Linked DNA regions of Columba livia: region 1 is linked to region 2. A link is a contact called in public Hi-C data. All regions are on one chromosome and are shown on one strand. Each heading gives the region's core, a stretch centred on a gene start, on an enhancer-like site or on the middle of the called end of the contact. The rest is flanking DNA. Distances are from core to core; before and after follow the strand shown.

Region 1 (4,540 bases), core at 671-3,170, 110 kb before region 2:
GTAGATATGGATGGTAACTTCTTGAACTATTTGATTTACAGGATTTCTAACCCACCTCTACTAAATTCCCTCTTTCACTCTAGAACTTCAAGCAGGAAACACTAAACCCCCAAAATGAGCATAAATATTGCTTCGATCTATCTGATCACTGCCTCAGAGAGCAAATGATTGATGAAGCATGTTCTGGCTACAGAAATGGGGCAGTAGATTTGATGGGAAAGTAGATTCGAGTCCCAATTACACAGATTTGAAAGACCAGAATGTACCCGATAATTGTTCTGAATTATTTTTTCACTTGTGTGTTCTTTTAGCCATCAGATTCAACCTCTGCAGACACCAATAACAGAAGGTCCATATATTGTTTTGCTTCTTGTATTTTTTTCTTGCTGCATTACTATCACAGCAGGCACAGGTCAATGAAAGTAACAACCTCGGAAGAACACGGCTTCAGTAACAGTTCAATGTCAACCACCTGATGGATGGATGTGTCGTTTAATAATGATAATGTAAATTTCCTGTCTTACCTGCAGTGATCAAATGATAAACGCCTGAAATTAGTTCGTGGAAGGTCTGTTTATGGGAAAAACACAAAGCAAACCTTGATTTTAATAAATATATCGTATTTTAGGTAACAAAGAAACACTTGAAAGTTACATTTTGCTACATACATGGTGGCAACTTACTGATGACAAAGTGAAATGCACTAAAACTTGCAAAACTGTAACTAAAATCAGACTTGTCCTGCAGAGCACAAGTAACTCCTCAAGTGAAATTATACAGTCAGAAAAAAAAAACAACACACAAAATGAAACAATGAAAAAAAACAACAATAATAACAGCCACAAAATCCAACAACAACAACAACAACAAACCAGAGTTCTGGCAGGCCTACAGCACCAAGTTTAAACTTGATGATGAACAGTTTAACTGCCTCCAAGCACACAGTGAATGAGGGGACAGCTCCTCTGGGAGTTAAACCCCAATTTCTGCCGGTCTCAGGAGGATCCGCAGGGCTGGTTTTAGGACTTTCAGTTCCAGCAGGACAGGGAACTGCTGGAGAGGGTTCAGCGCAGGGCAACAAAGATGCTGAAGGGAGTGGAGCATCTCCCGTGTGAGGAAAGGCTGAGGGAGCTGGGGCTCTGGAGCTGGACAAGAGGAGACTGAGGGGTGACCTCATTAATGTTTACAGATATATAAAGGATGAGTGTCAGAAGGATGGAGCCAGGCTCTTCTCGGTGACAACCAATGATAGGACAAGGGGTAATGGGTTCAAACTGGAACACAAAAGGTTCCACTTAAATTTGATAAGAAACTTCTCAGTGAGGGTGGCAGAGCCTGGCCCAGGCTGCCCAGGGGGGTTGTGGAGTCTCCTTCTCTGCAGACATTCCAACCCGCCTGGACACCTTCCTGTGTAACCTCATCTGGGTGTTCCTGCTCCATGGGGGGATTGCACTGGATGAGCTTTCCAGGTCCCTTCCAACCCCTGACATTCTGGGATTCTGTGACCCGCAGCTGCAGAGCCCAGGGGGTCAGAGGCCAGTTCGGGGGGAGCCCAGACCCCCCCGCACCCCAGTGTGGTCACCCCACTGGACTCGGGGTTCACCCCTCACCCCCGCCCCTTACCTGCTTTCTTGCCCCCGTAGAACTGCGTGTACTCCGCGCACGTGATGTACCTGCCGAGACACGGGGGTGAGACACGGGGTCACTCACGGGGGTCACTCACCAGGGCCGCAGCCCCCCCGCCCCGCCCTCCCCCGCTCACATCTTGTCCTTCTGGTGCTGCCTCTTCCCCATGGCGGCGGCTCGGCCCGGGGACCCCCGGGAACGCGGCTCCTCCGGCTCCGCCGAGCCGCCCGCACCCGGACTCCTGCGGCCGCGGCTCCTTCCGGTGCGAGTGCGGCGGCGAAAGGCCCCGGCGCGGAAACACGGGCGGCGAGCGGCGTTCCGGGGCCAGACGCCTGCGAGCTGCGCGCCCGCTAAACCCGGGTTTAGTTCAGTTTTTGCTGGAGCTCTTACTGGATCCTCCCTCACCGGCGCCAGGGCAGGGACGCCCTGAGGGAGTTTTGACGGGTGTTTTGAGCCACGATGTAGAGAGAACGTCTAATCCTCCCTGGGACCTGCCTCACTTTTCCATCCAAACCATTAATTAATAAAAGCTCGGTTGTTCAAAAGAGCCCAAAAGAGCCTGCTTCCACTTTCACGCTGAAAGTGTTCCTCTTTGGGTTTGCTGCAGGCTTCCTTTGATAATGTAACACAGCCTTAAACAGTTTTCAGAGCCTGCATCTGAAAAAAAAAAGATACTAAATATAAGCAGAAAATGCTAAAATATCCAATTTAAGAAAAACATCCATCTTCATTTAAATAAACTTTGTTGCGTGGAATTTACATGTGAGATTGCCATAGGAAAAAAAACAAACAATCCTGTGTGCGTTGGGTGAATGGCAGTGACAGAACTTTCCAAGAAAAAATGAGTACAAAAACCTATATAGTGTCTAATGTGGAGACAGGTCTTCATAAAAAGTATTTCAGCATTTAAATCCTATTAAGCAGCATTCATTACAGACTGGTACAAACAGCACAAGGCTGAACAGAGGATGGCCAGAATCCAAACATCTTGCCTTCTGCAGGAGGAAAGAGCCACCTGCCTCACAGCTTTCACTTATCAAATGTCTCCAAAACTACACATGCTCGTTTGTTCTTTCCTCGTTAAACCACCATCCTGGCAGCTGCCTACACAGAACCGTCGAGAGTCAAAATCCACGGGAGCTGATAGCCAGACTGCCACAGACTGCACCAGGCTCTGGACCAGACCCACCTTTTCCCCAGAACACGGTGTCTATCTCCCATTTTAATCATTTCAGCGGGTTGTTTACCTGCATACACGTGTGCAAGATGAGCACAATCTGCTCTGATCACAGATGTCCCTGCTCGCTGCAGGAGGTTAGTCCCTCCCAAGCCAAACATTCTATGGTTCTATGATTCTGCTTTATGAAGAAGATGATGCCAGTTCCCATGAGCGTAGACTAACTGGCAACAGCACGTGAATCTTCGTCATAGTACAATTTACCTTTTTGGACTATGGGTCAGGGGAGCTTGTGTAGCTCTTCTTACCACCTTCACTTTCCCCATCTGGTACACATGAGATTGCCATAGAAAAACGAAAGTAATCCTGTGTCTGTTGGGTGAATGCAGGAGGCAACAAAACCCTCCAAATGAGGGGGTTTATTGCCTTAAAGATCCTTCCCTCTAGGATCCAGACAACCATGTAACTTTCAGAGGAAAGATCACCCAGTTGGTATTATTTATTTCTAGACATTTTAACATGATTCAGTCTGCGTTGACATTTCCGGAGGTGCCTGTGCCCTCTGTAATAATTCAAGACCATGTTTTTGCTTTTTGTTTTTTTAAACCAATGCAATGTTCATTTATTTTTGTACTTACAAAAAGAGTCACCCCATTGTATCCCACCCCCTCCCCCCAAAATGCCTTTTACAAACATTTAAAAATTAAAAACCAGAAGATGACATGTTAATTTGGTAGAATTATTTTGAAACATAGCTTTTGTAATTAGAGTTAAATTTCCTACAAGATGACTTTGTAGAGATAGCCTGATTATTGGCCAAATAAAATTCCATATTACAAGTTAGCAAATTCTAGTACAAAAATAGTCCATGTGTTAGAACAGCCTCTTATTATTATTATTATATTCACAGGAAAGAGTCTATTGGCTGCATAATACCTTAATATTTATGAAATTTCTTTTTACGTGGCTCATTCATCTAATTTAGTGTTGAGCCTCAATAAATCCTCAGGCAAAAAACCCTAAACAGGGTTAAATATGCTGTTCAGTGTACTCTGAAGTACTGTGCTTTTCACAGGACATCCAAGAAACCCCACAAACAGTTCTCAGCTAGTTTTGATATTAAAATGAGATCCAGATCCAAAAGGACCCCCCCTGAAGTACAGATCCACGACTTTCCACAGAAACAGAGGCCACAGCTTCGATGGGGAAGTTTCACTTGGGAAACGGTCGAGCTCATCCACTCATTTTCACGAATCCACTTGCGAGCTTCTTTAAAAACTAAAGCAGGTCACTCCTGAAGCTCTGGGACCCTCCTGACTCTGCTCTCTTCAGGAATGTCCCCACTGACCGGGTTCTCGCTCCTCTTCTGTCTCTGGTTAATGCTGTTCAGCAGTTTCTCTCGGACCAGGCCCCGCAGGGAAAATCTGGGGGAATGCTACTTGTCTCTCAAGATGTCTAGCTGCTCTTGATATTCTGTGAAAAGCCTCTGGAATCGGAGGTTCTGTCCAATAACAGGAAGAAGCTCTTTCAATAGTTCTCTCTTTCGTAAACCCTGCACAAAAAAAACCACAAAAGCACGCTCAGAATGTATTGCCTGATATCATAAATATATTTCATAGAGCTATTTAAGATTCATGCCTTTTCCTGCCTGGAAAGACATGTGTATTTTATGTTCTTACTCTGGTTACACGACTCCAAGAATAAAAACTCTCTTTACATTTATATACCTATGAACCC
Region 2 (4,566 bases), core at 840-3,339:
ATTGCTTTATTTTAAACAGCTGTTTTTAATCAAGCTCTGGTTGGACCAGTTTTATTTATACAACAATACTATGGGAAGGCTCATTAAGGCGTCTCGTCTGAAGTCTGGTTGTATTTGTGTTATCAAGTTATATGGACAGCCTTGCGTAGGCTTTTCTGACTGTTTTTTATGGTTACCTCAAAACCGCCTCTGGTTTTATTACTGGAGTTTATTACTGCAGTGGTGCTGCTGCTTGGTTCAGGTGCTGGTTGTGGGGTTAACACATGCAAATCATTGGGGAATACTAATCTGGGAAGCTTGCAGGTATAACCTTTTCTGCTGAGATATCCAAGATGCCTTTGAAGAGAGTTACTGTGCAGTCTCAGTGTTCTTCATGCTTTCCTCATACCACCACCCCTTAGTGAAAGAAAATCTTGTCAGTGAATTTGATGGGATTTCTGACTTAAAGATTTTGAACAGTATGGCAGTAGAAGTATTATTCTCTTTGGTTTTGAAGAAAGCATTGACTCGTACCACCTTATGAAACTGCCCAAGGCCTGGCGTTGTGCTAGCTGCTTAGCCTGCAGTGATTTCATTAGGGAAAGAAGGCACACAGGAATACAGATAGGGTATTTTTTTTATATTAATCTCAGACATTAGTGACAATAGAGAAAACTGTGTATGGATGGTTTTTCTCTTAGTGGATTTTTGAATAGCTTTTTGATTCAAGAGACAATAGGCACTGTCTTCTAGATATTTGTGTCTATCAAATTCCCAAAAATATACTTTGGCATGGGCTGCATGGTTTTGATGCTGTAACTAATGAATCCCTTCTCCAAATTCATTGCCTTTACTTATTTTTTCGTATTAACTTCACTTTGTGTTTTTTCTGCGTCTGTATTATGCTCCATGTAAATCTTCAGGTTTTTTAAAAAATTATTTACTTGGTATGTTTACAGGATATTTGTGGACTTGAAGTCTCTTTTAAATGAAGGAAAAATGCTGGGTTTTTTTCTTCATAGGTAGAATAAAATTAATGCCGTGTAAGATAGTCCTGTTGGACACACACTAATTTGGTAGTACATACGCTCAAAGCATAAGTAATGGCAATTTCTGCTAATGATTTTTTTTCTAAGCAGAAGAGCATTCTGATTTTTCTGGATGTGACAGACGAGTGAATCAGTTGTATATGTTTTTAATTTAATACATCTTCAATGAAATAAGAACTTGTTATTCTTTCATTTTTGTAAACTTCAGGTTCTGGATGAGATTTCCGAGCATGGCATTAGGATTTATCAACTCCCTGATGCGGATTCTGATGAAGATGAGGAGTTTAAAGAACAAACCAGAGTTTTAAAGGCAAGTTTCACTCCTAATTTGTCGTTTTGTTGCAGTACTTCTTCAAGCCTACAGGATACTTAAAGGTACTTTATTCCTTTATAATGTGTTGAAAATTCGACTTTTCTTCGGATGTTAACTCCTCTGAATTATAATCCTTTTTATTCCAGTTTCTGCTTCATCCGAATTCTAAATGTAGCGTGTCATGACTTTCCTTTCTCTTTTAAATGTAAGCAACTGTTCAGCAAGAACTGTGATTTGCAGTCTGTTTTCTGACTCAAACCCTTTACATGCAAGCAAAGAGAATGTGCATGTGTTATGGTTACTATACTAATTAACAACTTCCCTCTTGTTAGAGCAGATAATAAATGTTTTAAGTAATTTCCTCTTAGTGCTGTGATACTAGCAAAGGTGCTTGAAGAATGTATCTGAAATTCTCTCTAGCTACTTCAATCTGTATCTGAAGAATGTTTCTGTTGGCTGTTTTCCATGCATGATGTTATGTCAGATGACACATTATGCCCAAACTGTACTTCAACAACAGTCAAGTGTTCCTAAAGCAAACCGTCATTTCCTTTTGTGCCTTGTGTTTGAAGACAAACTGATCCTAACACAACTACAGGTGTTAACAATGAGAGGTTGTGTTACCTAGAATAGGATTTTGTGGTTTTCTCATGTGGAAGGATTATAGTAGAGAGCATTTGTCAGCATTTCTTTTCCCCCCTCCTGTCTGCTACTTAAAAGTCTTTTTGCGTTTTTTAAAAAAGAAACAAAACATGCAAAAGTAACCAGTCAAAAATCAAACCAGGAATTTGTTTTGCTCTGTCTCAACTTAGGCCAGCATTCCCTTTGCTGTTATTGGATCCAATCAACTTATTGAGGTGAAAGGCAAGAAAATCAGAGGCCGTCTGTATCCCTGGGGAGTTGTTGAAGTTGAAAATCCAGAGCACAATGATTTCCTTAAGCTGCGCACAATGCTGGTGTGAGTAATGGTAAAATTATCCCATCTCCGGTGGTGATGTAACTGTTACAATGACTAGAGAGTTACAAGAACATGAACTCCTGAATTCAAAACGAACTCTAATGGCAGGTACTTTTAGCCCGCTGCAGCTCATTTTGCTGCTGTAACCCTCTGATCTCTGACTTCAGAAAAGATTTTCGGTGTTTTACATTGACAGTTATATGTGACAGTTTTTATGTCTTATGTGAACTGACGGCTTTACATATACATTGATGTTTTCTTATAGTGCAGCGGGTGAGGCAGAAAAGCTTTTAAAATATTACTAGAAGTGATTGATTAAAATGTGAAGAGTGTTCTGAAGGGAAAGCTCAGGTTTCTTGGCAGTATAGGAAATCCTGTTTTAAATAGGATACCCCACTTTATGATTTTAGTTGATACGGATATATTGTGCCTGTGTAGATGGTTTTACGTGTTGTGGGTATGGTGTTTTTGGTGGGCTTTGGTGTGTGTGTGTGTTTTTACGACCTCTCCCTGTTGTTGGAAATTGAATTCTGTTGTGCAGGTCTGGTTTCAGTCTTTGCTGGGCAGGGATCGCCCTCTGCTGGTCACTCATAGTGAGCACTTCTTTCCTGACAATTGGAAATTGTTAGGCAACGTCAGCTGCTCTGTGAGCCAAGGAGCTCCACCTAGTTCTCTGTTACAAATTACACCTAATAGCACTTAAGAGGCAAAAAATACTTCAGGAATTAAAGTATCTTTCTGAATAACTGTCTTCTCAATGTTCTTAAAACTGTAAAGACAGGTATGAACAACTCCTGTAGACTCAGTAGTAAACAAGAGGGTGATGACATACTTTGGGTCTTTGAAGAATATTGGTGGGAGGGCACTTAAGTGTGAATTAAAGACCAATAAACATGAAAGCAGTGTTCTGGCTAGCTTTACGTCACGCTTGGTCTGTAAGGATTATTTTTCCAGTAAATGCATCCATTATAGAAAACAAAAACAGAAGATAAAAGGGTGTTTTTCTTCCTTTGACAAGAAGGACAAAGTGTTCAATATCCCTTTGCATGTTCTAGAACACACATGCAGGACCTGCAGGAGGTGACCCAAGACTTGCACTATGAAAACTTCCGTTCGGAGAGGCTAAAGCGAACCGGCAAGTAAGTGCGTGTGTGTGGCTTTGGGCATTGCTGCTTGTGGGTCTCTTCTTTTTCCTTTGTGCCATTGAACTTGTTCATCTAACTCACCTCACCTGTAACTAATTATTTCTCTTGAGATTTCAATCTATGGAGTTGCTGAAATTTGTATTAAACGTTCTCCCTGAAGAGCAGTAATATTAGCAAAGTGCAGTGCTTACAAACAGCCGTTCCTGCTTGTGTATCCATTCTATTTTCTCTATGCTTTTAATTGGAATGTACATAAAGAAGTTGTGGGCTGCAGGCAAGGTAGTTTTTTATTGAACGATGTCTACTTGGGAAAAAAAATTCTAGTGGGCACATTTAAATAGGCCCCATCCTGTCTGATCAGGCAGGATATTATTTCTCCAGTTATTGCAGGGCTTGCTTGTTCATATCTGGCTAAAGAGAGAAGTTCAGACCAAACAATCATTTTTGGTAATGTTTGTGGTGGTTTTTTGTGGTTTTGATTTGCATGTTTTGTTTTTCTTGGTAAGGTTTCTGTCCTTGGCAACTTCATGCAAAAAATATGCACGTACCTGTGCTGCATCTTTTTTAATAGCAACTTATTGTTGTGTCTGCTTCACTTGTTCTTTAAGTATTCAGCCAAGCATTTTGATCTTAAAGAAGAAAGGAAATAGCCTACACTGCCTTTTGATGCTTGATTTTTGTACGATGGATACATAGTGGAGGGAATCTCTTGACTAAATAGCTAAAAAATCACTATAGCAGTGAATAAATAAAATTTTAAGAAATGGGGAGTGAATAACATGAGTGTGAGGTAAAGATGGTGTTTTACAAAAGGGAAGCATGGGTTTAAAAATATCCTAATTTCCCCTGTATGGAAGCATGTAGACTTTTTGTTGTAGTTATATTAACTAAATATGAACCTTGAATCTATTCTTGGAGAGTTTTGCTTCCGTATCTTACACCCATCAACATGTTCTTTTGTTCAATAGGCCTGTTGAAGAAGAAGTGGTAGATAAGGACAGAATCCTCCAGCAGAAAGAGGCTGAGGTAAGAGGAAGATTCTAAAACTGTTGTTCTTTAATATAACATGCTATATTTCAATTTCAGTGTTCTATGTCAACTGCCTATGGAGTGTAGGACTGG

Evidence for each region. Hi-C and Micro-C count contacts between places; a contact is called where the count stands out from the background.
Region 1: a contact with region 2 is called in a Hi-C map of liver, with 2.4 times the contacts expected there. The contact joins the promoter of PPIL2 here to the enhancer-like site in region 2. A contact is called at or near these places in 2 of 2 Hi-C or Micro-C datasets (crop and liver).

Annotation. Positions count from the first base shown.
Region 1 is chr17:7,968,208-7,972,747 of bColLiv1.pat.W.v2, reverse strand. It overlaps PPIL2 (peptidylprolyl isomerase like 2), which reads right to left and starts at 1,920. Exons shown (of 20, transcript XM_065033074.1): 1 at 1,763-1,920; 2 at 1,624-1,673; 3 at 525-570. The coding sequence starts at 1,794. LOC102087493 (protein HIRA) reads right to left here. Exons shown (of 25, transcript XM_065033072.1): 25 at 3,387-4,355. The coding sequence ends at 4,239.
Region 2 is chr17:7,859,319-7,863,884 of bColLiv1.pat.W.v2, reverse strand. It overlaps LOC102086013 (septin-2), which reads left to right. Exons shown (of 13, transcript XM_065033687.1): 8 at 1,237-1,338; 9 at 2,154-2,299; 10 at 3,355-3,438; 11 at 4,413-4,470. Among named protein-coding and RNA genes, the nearest start is that of SEPTIN5, 18 kb to the right of the region's middle. Within about 2 kb of position 2,089, at least 2 of the 3 cell types and tissues checked have an H3K27ac peak away from gene starts, as active enhancers do.